Regions from separate parts of the Mus musculus genome. Here region 2 is linked to region 1. The links are chromatin contacts, called in public Hi-C maps. All regions are on one chromosome and are shown on one strand. The core of a region is the stretch at or near the end of the contact, and the rest is flanking DNA. Distances in the headings are between cores, read along the strand shown.

Region 1 (5,191 bases), core at 1,339-3,838:
AAAGATACATTCATTAATGCTGACATGGTGGCATACACCTTTAATCCTACTGGGGAGGCAGAAACAGGTAGATATCTTAGAGTTCTAGGCAAACCTGGTCTGCAAAGCAAGTTCCTGGACAGCCTGGGCTCTGTTACACAGAGAAACCAGTTTCAAAAAAAGCAAAACAAATAAGATAAGTGCATTTAAAGAAAGTATTGATTAAAATTATCCTAATACATGCAGTAATAGAATTAAGCCTAGTTTGGTTTATTTTATAATTTCTCTAACACCGTAGCATGTCTTGACAACTTTTGGAGCTATGCAGTGAGTTTATATTGTGGCTTCTGAGTTGAATTTCATATAAAACAAACAAAAGAAAATTATGTGTGTTTCCTATTATTCTTTTAAGCTGTCTGGGATATCATGGATTTACTATGAGTATGTATTTTCTCCTTGAAATGAATATATCACATAGTATTGTAAAGTTGAAGTTTTATTCTCCATTCACATATTGTTCCCAAACAGTATATAACATTTGTTTACCTACAGCCAGAATAATACTTTGAAATCAGCTTTGAGCAACAGAAATTCTGATCGTAGACTAAGCAGAGCCTGTAATCGCAGCTGAGGCACAAGGATTTCAAGTTTGAGGCAAGCATAGACTACATAGTGAATTCCAGGTCAACCTTGGGTGCAGTACAAAATCCTGTCTTAAAGAACAAAAGAAAAATAAGTATAATTCTTGACTTGGGTTGGGGGTGTGTTTGGATTTAGGGCAAGCAGATTAAAAAAAAAAAATATGTCCTCTGAGGACATGCAGCTCTGAAGAATAGTAATCTAGACTGCAGAAAGGACCCAGGATTGTAAAGAGAACTGAGAAACTATTAGTTGCTGGTGAATTTCTTCTGAGGTACACAGTTGATTGCTTGAAGCTGAATACTTGCAAAGTGTCTCTGTTTCATAAATAGCCAACAAAATATATTAGGTTGTGTCTTCAGAGACAGGACTACTGAGTTATTGCGGTGTCAGCTTCTGCCTACCCTAGGGTCCCAAGTAATAAAACCTACTTACCTGAGAAGAACACCGTCAGCGTTGGCTTTTTTCCTGCTTCGTTTTTAATACCTTTAAGGAGCGGAAGCTGGCCTGTAAAAGGAGTAGGATTGCTTAAGGGTCAGAGGAGAAAGGAGGTCAGGGTTGTTAAGACTACAATTAGGTATGTGGAGAGGGAAGCAGTCCTTTCCTTACAGCCTCTTCTGAGCTCCTTTTCAATCGTCTTCGGAATTCATCCACTGAAATACACCCTTTTTCCCTGTAACTTTTGAAACCTTATACATTCAGTTATTTTGTAGTTTCGGATTCACTCTAACCTCCCTTTCCTACCTAATACTTTCCCACTCCTAAACCTGTGCCAACTTTTAGGTAAAATTTTTTCCCAAGCCCAGGGAAAGGCTTTATTGATAATTTAGGTTGTAAACCATCCAACTTTTAAGATGTACTAGTGTTATTTCAGTATGTTCTGTTTAGAAGACTTTGTAACTGGGGGTGTAGCTCAGTTAGAATGCATGCCTAGCACACATGAAGCCCCACGTTACTCTATAGGACGGCAGGAACTGGGTGGCTGTGGGAATGTTTCTGTAATTCTAGCACTGTGGAGATAGAAGCAAGGAAATCAGGTTCAAGGTCATCTTCAGCTATATATTCAGTTTAAGGACAGCATGGGATCCATGTGGGGGCTTGGGGGGAGAGGGGCTGCTTTTGGTAAACCATTCTCACCTGAATGGCTCTGAAAAAAAACATAGGCTTTGGTGGTGGGAAGAGCTTAGATCAAATATGCTCAAAAAGATCATTTTTAGTTGGCAGGTAGTCAGCTCTCAGTTTCTCAATACTGTGACGACAAAGGGAAAGCCATGTATAAATGATGCAAAGCTGCTTTATTTGTCTCAGATAAGTATTAGTACCTTTTATGCAACTGAGAACAGGCACAAAGATTAAATACATTGTCCAAGGTTACTGAACTGGCAATCAGGAAGCCAGGTTTAAACCCAGCAAGTAGGGCCCCAAGTCTTTGCTCTCAACCACTTTGTATAGTGCTTCACTGTTGTAAATCTTCTAATTCAGAAAGTTGAAGTTGGACTTACTTTTCCTATAGCACAGTTACCCAGCAAAGTTATGTTCTTAAATAGAACTTTGAAACATGTCAAAGTTTCTATGCTCACAATTGAGAGAAATAGTTGATTACATACTAAAGCAGTGAGATTAAACCTCGAAGCTTGCTGCTTCGTTTGTTGTTTTCCCTTTTCAGATCTGGAAGTTTATACCTCTCCTAGAAACTACTGTTGGAAATACTTTGCTCTCGAGCTGCCAGGTCCCTGTGTGCAACCTCCACCCCCTTTTTGTCCTTGTTTAAATCTTTCTGTGTCCGTATCTGCTTGGTCTTGTTTCGTCACGGTTTACTGCTTCTCTGTATTTGCATATAGGGCAAAGTACTTATAGGTGCTGATGCACTTTGGTCATCTTGTTTTACCTCGGGTCTCCTTTTTCGCTCCTGTAGCTCATTACTGTACAAAAAATGTAGAACATTTCATACTTGGTTGTAGCCCTTCCATCTGACACGTGAACCTTGACCATTTTACCTGGGAATCAGCTAGAATATTGAGCTTTTGTACAAACAGGGAATAGCTTGATCCAAACAATTTCAGCTTGTAAATGTGTTTCCTTTTTTCATACTCATAAACTTTAGAATATGCATGTATAATTTCTAATACCATGCTAGGGTACTAAAACATGAGGCAGGCCTGGCAGTCTTACATGCTTTCAATCCCAGTGTTTGGGAAGCATAGGCAATCAGATCTCTTGAGTTCAAGACCAGTCTGGTCTACAGACTGAGTTTCAGAACAGTCAGAGCTACATAGAGCAACCCTGCCTCAAAAATACACACACACATACATACATACATACATACATACATACATACATACATAGTAAAAAAACCGAAGGCAGATATTTAGAAAAGTTAAGTCAGTGGTAATGAGTGAAGCAGTATTTACCAGTGAATAATCACCTTTAGAATCAAAACAGCATTGAGCTTCTTACTGTTAAAAACATTGAAAGGCAGTATTGAGTTTACGATGCTTTAAGAGTATGCTTTATGGCTTCAGACAGTTCTTTTGATAGTTTTATTTCAGACTAAATGCTTTTCAGAGGATCTCAAGTTTCATTCAGAATACTTTTTTGCCTCATGTGAAACCATTCATAAGCAAGAGAATGTACAGATTTTGTTTTGAGATTTGGTGCTATCTGTAACATTGAGCTACATATTAAGGTCGGCAGCTCATGGCTGAGTTGGTAAATGATTTGGAACAGCAGGCAGGACTGAGTGCTCTCTGTTGTGAAGTAAACTTTCTCTGTAGAATTCTGGAAAACAAGGATAGGTGATACTACACAGTGTAGAAAGTGAGAGGCTGAAAACTTGAATAAAGATGTTAGAGTGGCTAGTAGTTAATACCCACTTCCACTCTGTAAGACAACTCTACCACAACAGGTGTATATACTCATTAGAGGGATGGAGAGGCGTTCTCTTCTCAAACACTAGGCACGGAGGCTATGGGGAAAATGGTTAAAATGCGAGACTGAAACCTGGTGTCGTGTGGCCCGTGCTTATTGTTATCCAAACACTCAGGGAACTGTGGCTCTCCTGGGCTACATACTAAGACTTGCCCTTTACCTTATCCCACCCCATTACACACACACACACACACACACACACACACACACGAAAAAGACCAAAATGGGCCTGGGAATGTCCACAAATGGATCTATGCCATAATCTTAAAAGATAACCGTCCACTACCTGTTTCTTTCCCTGCCCTACAGTCAAGCTTATTAATCCCCTAGCCAGATCCTTGCAGAGAAATGAAACTAAATAAATGAAAGAGATTTCAGATAGCAGTATCACCCATTCATGCTGGGGCAGATCTCACTGTATTGGTGGTTTCTTTGGGTTGCTGTAACAAATTACCCAAAAACTAATACAAAGCAATTTATTTTCCCAACCTAAGTGTCAACATGGTCATGTTTCCATTCTGAAGGCCACAAGGGAAGAAAGTCCTTGGCTTCTTCCTAGTTTCTGATGTCATCTAGCAAATTTTGGTATTCTTTAACTGGTGTTTGTGTTAATCCTCTGCTGTCTTTGCATTGCCTTTTTTCAATATGACGTTATTTGACCATTATATCCACAAAAACTTATTTCCAAATAAAGTCTCACTTAAAGTTTGATAGATATATAATATTATAGCCCCCTAAAACTGTGCATACATCCTTACCTATCTGAAATCCTTTCTAAGGTCTTTTGTTCAACATACTTGCCAAATATGAGGTATAGAGCTAAGGATCACCATAAGTGCTGATCATAAAATGAGAATCTCTATAATTTAGCTTCCAATGAACAAATAAAACCCCAGATTTAACTAAAATACTGCTCCCCGATTAAGTTTGTTTTATTGTCTTAGAAACTAGTCCATAAATTTGTGTGGCCATTCTTGTACAGTATTCTGCAAAGTAAGTCCAGCAGTACTTCATCTTTCAGCATATGCTTAAAAAGTGCATCCTGGGGTCAGTTGAGTTTTGAAAGTACATATATCCCCTATGCTAAAGGTTGTAAGATAGATATCTTGTAATTAAAGAATTAAGAATCTAGGATTTGGTTGTTCAGCTCAGTAGTAGAGGGATTACATCATATGCACATTGCCCTCCTCAGTTCTACTACGAGCACTGCAAAAGAAAAAGCTGAGAATACGCTTTACATAGCATTTTCCTCAACTTGTTTGACTATGGAACTACTTGTACCAGTGTACCACTCCACAGGTCCCAAAGAACTGATCATCTGAAGTACTGTGGATAGAAGCAGCATAGTGAGGTTTAATGGTGACAGGATGTTGATATTAAATTGTGAAGTCCTAGATGATACTTTGAGTAACAAAATTGTTCATATTCCTTGTGCTGGCTGGTTTTTATATCATCTTGATACAGGCCAGAGTTATTTTGGAAGACTGCAATTGAGAAAGTGCCCTCACAAAATTGGCCTTATTTTCTTGATGGATGATTGATGTTCGAGAGCCCAAGACATTGGGCAGTGCCAGCCTCTAGACTGGTGAGCCTAAGTGCTATAAGAAAGGTTGAGCAAGGTGTGAGAAGCAAGCCAGCACTTCTC
Region 2 (5,191 bases), core at 1,562-4,061, 1.1 Mb after region 1:
CTCTGAGTTCTAGGTCAGCCTGGTTCACCAACAAGTTCCAGGCCAGTCAGGACTACATACTCAAAGAACTACACACCTCAACGCTAAAGGTAGACTGGCTTTTGTTGCTCCGGAATCATTCTCATTTTGAGAAGGTGGTGGTGGTTTGAAAAACAGTCACATATTCAAGGCAACTCTGGGGACAATGAATAGATACAAACTAGTGGTTCTGATCCAGGGATGTGTTTACCTATCAGGACGCCTTTGCCAATATCTAGAAACGTTTTCTATTGTCACAGATGGGGTGAGTGCTGCCACAACCCAGCGGGTAAAGTCCACGCTGATGAAACATCCTAGCTACAGAGAATGATCAGGTCCCAAATGTCAACAGAGAGAAAGTTGAGAAAGGCCTGTGTACACGCAGGTAGAAAGTTCCCCTAAGCCAGGGGCTTGGGAGTGGGGTCCTTCACTGCTGTGCATCATCTGTACTCTGTCCCCCAAGTATATAAGCACCCCACACTCCCTTTCATCACTAAACCCATCTTCCATATGTAATCACACTAACAAATGGCTTCTCATGCCTTCTACCTACAGCCATGACCATTCATTGCCTATTCTATCTTACCACAAGCATAACCCATGCCATAGCTTGGGCAAGAACAAAGGCTTAGGTATAACACAGATCTTGAATGGACATTTTTCTGGGCTGAAGATGCAGCTCAGTTGGTAGAGTGTTTGTCTAGCGTGCACAAAACCCTGGGTTCAATCCTCAGCACTGCACAACACTTGATAAAGCAGTGCACATCCATGATCCCATGTCTTAGGGTATGAGACGGAGGCATAAGAATCCTGAAATTAAAGGTTCAGCTGGTGAGATGGCTCAGTGGGGAGGTGCACTTGTTGATCTTCCAGAGGACCAGAGGACTTGGGTTCAATTCCCAGCACCCACATGGTGACTGATGACTGTCTCTAGCCCCAGTTCCAGAAGATCTAATGCTCTCATTTGCTTCTGCTAGGCATGCAGGTAGTTAACAGATATATATGCAGGCAGGAATCCATACACATAAAATTAAATTAAATGATTTTTAAAAAATTAAAGGCCATTGTTAGCTGCATATCAAGTTTAAGACCAATCTGAACAACACAAAATGGTATTTAAAAAAAAAATACTGGGGCTGGAGAGATGGCTCAATTGTTAAGAGCACTGACTGCTCTTCCAGAGGTCCTAAGTTCAATTCCCAGCAACCACATGGTGGCTCACAACCATCTGTAATGAGATCTGGTGCCCTCTTCTGGTGTGTCTGAAGATAGCTACAATTTATTCATATATAGAAAATAAATAAATAAATAAATAAATAAGTAAAAAATACTGAAGGGAAATTTTCTCTCTGTGTTTCAACTGCTTGAGAGCCCCTCAGAGGACAAACACCACAATTTCTCCATCTGATGTGTTCCATCGATAGTACCTGGCACTTGGTGTTAACTAAGACTACTAACCAGAAATGGGTTCAAATGCCCTTATCTCCAAACTATATTTAGGGATTGCTGATGGTGTCCTGCTTATTGCTGGCATTTAGAAGGTATCTGGTTAAAGTTATTGAACTGAAAAAAGAACCCAGAATCTTTTTTTCTTTTTCAAGATTTACTTTATTTACTATATGTAAGTACACTGTAGCTGTCTTCAGACACACCAGAAGAGGGCGTCAGATCTCATTTCAGATGGTTGTGAGCCACCATGTGGTTACTGGGATTTGAATTCAGTACCTCTGTAATAGCAGTCAATGCTCTTAACTGCTGAGCCATCTCTCCAGCCCCAGAATCATTTTTCAAGCACATCCTATATGTAAGCAGAGCAGATATTTGGTTCCTGGACAGGAAAATAAAAATCATGTGACCTACTGGGTCAAAATCTTGGGCTTCAAAATATGCTAATTTCTGGGCTGGAATGGGTGAGGCAGGTAGGTGGATTCCCTTCTAACTCTAGAACTTCTTCCAGAGGCTGGGGGCTGCTATTACACCTTGGCCTCGACTTGAGCTGGGATGAGGGGGGTCTTTACTCTTGCGCAGAGGGCTAGAGACTTCTTGGCTGTTCATTTGGACACACAGTAGTTCCATAGTTTGTAATCAGTTGGTGATAAAATATAATAGGCTCCTGAAATCTATCTCGAGGCTTCAGCCACCCATCGTTTTCCCAAATTGCCACACAGCAGACACTTTCTATGTGTTCAGTAGAGTAAAACACAGAACGCCCAAAATAAAAGCGAATGAGTCCAACAGCGTCCTCTAGTGGTGCTCGGGCACCAAGCAACCTAAAAGAAGCATCGCTGCGTTTCTGCCCATCTGCTGGACTGTACCACTCAGGGAGCGGTCCTCGGAGGACATAAAGTCTATACTGACCCCCCCCCCCCCACTCTCTTTTAGAACGGAGCACTGAACCCACAAAGGCAAAGTGACTTGGCCCAGGATTCTGAGACTTTCTTTAGAGGTGGTAGGTTCACAATTCCATTGCGGAGGTCGCAGAGAGCCCTGCCCCGGAGCTACTTTGCATCAAGAGTATCTCATCTGTGCTTTGGGCGAGTTTGCTCTCAGCGTCCGGGGAGCTGACAGAGGCTGGAGATGAATCCCATCCTGGCTTCTACGAGATGTACCCCGCAAGATGCAGGAACCAAGAGGAGCAGTGCGCTCCACCGACGTAGTCTCTGATCTGCAAGGAGCATGAGTTGCTGAGATACGAGATCGCCAAGCTGGGCACTCGACTGCAGCCTCCAGATATCCACCAAAGGGGTGGGGAGCAGGTCTTTGCAGCTAGAGTCGGTGTGGGTGGAGTGGAGCGTGGGCGGGGCTCGGGAGCTGCAGTTCAGAGAGCGGTGTCCTGCTGGAATCTGCTGGTGCCCCACGCTCCAACCCGAGATGATGGCCAGCAAGCGAGTGGCGAAAGTAAGCCTATGTAGGATGACCCTTTCCTTGTGCCCCTTCCCGCCCTGCCCTAACCTTTCCGCCCTGCCCTAACCCTCCCCTGCCCCCTTGCTCTCTGAGCTTTTTTTGTTATTTGGGTACCAGGGCTGGCTGAAACTCAGGTATCCTCACCTTTTCCCAATGGAGAAATGGGAGGAGAAAGGCGCGGTGTGTGTGTGTGTGTGTGTGTGTGTGTGTGTGTGCGCGCGCGCGCGCGCGAGAAGGAGGGAGAAAGAGAGGAGGAAGGGAGGGGGCCTGATTGAGAAGGTCTGGAAAAAAAAGTTGTCATCAGCTTCAAAAAAAGTTGTCATCAGCTGTACTGGCCACGAGAATGAACTGGTCTTTCCAAATGGTTTCCAATGTATTGGGCTTTCCAAACTGGTTTCATTTTCAATTTCTGCTGGAAATTTATTAGTGGAACTTATCTAAGGCACAGGAAGGGCTCTGTTGCTCCGCCTAGTGGATACACCCATAATTTGATACCTACATTACCCGAGGCCACAGAAGAGTGATGTTGGGCGGTGGGGTGGTGAATGGACAGACCGTGAAATAAAACGTACAGACTAGTTCCTGGATGAGAAGTAACAATTTATGCTCTGAGTAGGTTATTTGTATGCAGTCCTGCTCCAGCTACTAAACGCCTACTTTGTACTAGCCCAGTGCCAGGCAGCAGGAGCAGAAAAGGAACAGAAATCTTGTTCCGTTTGAACGTTCATTTCTATGAGACACTATTTGGTACTATCTGAAAGAATGAAAAAAGGGCAGTTTCCTTAGGAATGTCTAGACCGCTGAATGGAGCCAGGATTAGAGATCGTGGAGGAGAAATGCTCGTGAGCCAGGGCTGGTACCGCTAGGCTTTGAGTCTCCCCGAAGTGCTCCTCTAGTCTGCAGAATTGAGGGGAAGGCTTCCTCAGGAGACAGAAGGGATGGTTGCTGGCCTCATGTTTCTCTCTCTCTCTCTCTCTCTCTCTCTCTCTCTCTCTCTCTCTCTCTCTCTCTCCCTTTCTTTCTTTCTTTCTTTCTTTCTTTCTTTCTTTCTTTCTTTCTTTCTTTCTTTCTTTCTTTCTTTCCTTCTTTCTTTCCGAGACAGGGTTTCCCTGGCTGTCCTGGAACTCACTTTGTAGACCAGGCTGGCCTCGAACTCAGAAATCCGCCTGCCTCTGCCTCCCCAGTGCTGGGATTAAAGGCGTGTGCCACCCAGCTGGCCTCATCTTTCAAAAAGAAAATTCTTTTGAGATGGAGAAGTCCAGAGCAGACCCAAAACAGAACTAAACTTTGTTGGTTTTAGGCTGGTACTAAATGGGGCAAAGGGTAATTTGCTACCTCAACGCTAAAAGGTAGACTGGCTTTTGTTGCTCCGGAATTGTCAGCACCAGGCAGTTTGTTTTATTTAACTCTTAGAACAACTGTGAGATAACTGTGTCTTCCCATTTCATGGAAGAGGAAACTGAGACATCAGGGAGAGTAACGTGGCTGGCCAGTGATATTCTGCAGAAGTAATGGGGCTGGAATTTGAGCCCAGACTGATAAGAGTCTAACTCACAGGGCTTTTCCTGCCTGTTTGCCTTCACTTTCATTTCTCCTAAGTCAGGTGACTTACTAGCTGGCTTTGGGAGGAGCTGTGTGCACTGGTGTGGGTTTCAGCAATCATGGAAAGTTCGTCAGAATTCATCAAAACACAGAAAATTCAAGTGTTAAGAGAGAAAATTTCCCTTCGGTACTTTTTTTTAATACCATTTTGTGTTGTTCAGATTGGTCTTAAACTTGATATGCAGCTAACAATGGCCTTTAATTTTTAAAAAATCATTTAATTTAATTTTATGTGTATGGATGTCCTGCCTGCATATATATCTGTTAACTACCTGCATGCCTAGCAGAAGCAAATGAGAGCATTAGATCTTCTGGAACTGGGGCTAGAGACAGTCATCAGTCACCATGTGGGTGCTGGGAATTGAACCCAAGTCCTCTGGAAGATCAACAAGTGCACCTCCCCACTGAGCCATCTCACCAGCTTAATTTCAGGATTCTTATGCCTCCATCTCATTCCCTAAGACATGGGATCATGGATGTGCACTGCTTTATCAAGTGTTGTACAGTGCTGAGGATTGAACCCAGGGTTTTGTGCACGCTAGACAAACACTCTACCAACTGAGCTGCATCTTCAGCCCAGAAAAATGTCCATTCAAGATCTATGTTATACCTAAGCCTTTGTTCTTGCCCAAGCTATGGCATGGGTTATGCTTGTGGTAAGATAGAA

What was found. A called contact is a pair of places that touch in the nucleus more often than the background predicts.
Region 2: a contact with region 1 is called in a Hi-C map of B cells, with 6 read pairs. The contact joins the promoter of Ube2l6 here to the enhancer-like site in region 1. A contact is called at or near these places in 5 of 39 promoter capture datasets (cranial neural crest, liver, neutrophils and 1 more), 2 of 484 Hi-C or Micro-C datasets (B cells and brain), 1 of 115 datasets of contacts at active chromatin or transcription factors (astrocytes) and 1 of 9 other capture datasets (liver).

The regions. Positions count from the first base shown.
Region 1 is chr2:83,646,688-83,651,878 of GRCm38.p6, forward strand. All of the region lies in intron 1 of Zc3h15 (zinc finger CCCH-type containing 15), which reads left to right. Among named protein-coding and RNA genes, the nearest start is that of Zc3h15, 4.7 kb to the left of the region's middle. Within about 2 kb of position 2,589, at least 17 of the 459 cell types and tissues checked have an H3K27ac peak or open chromatin away from gene starts, as enhancers often do. A contact at or near this core is called in B cells, where this site is marked.
Region 2 is chr2:84,796,017-84,801,207 of GRCm38.p6, forward strand. It overlaps Ube2l6 (ubiquitin-conjugating enzyme E2L 6), which reads left to right and starts at 2,812. Exons shown (of 4, transcript NM_019949.2): 1 at 2,812-2,916. The coding sequence starts at 2,890.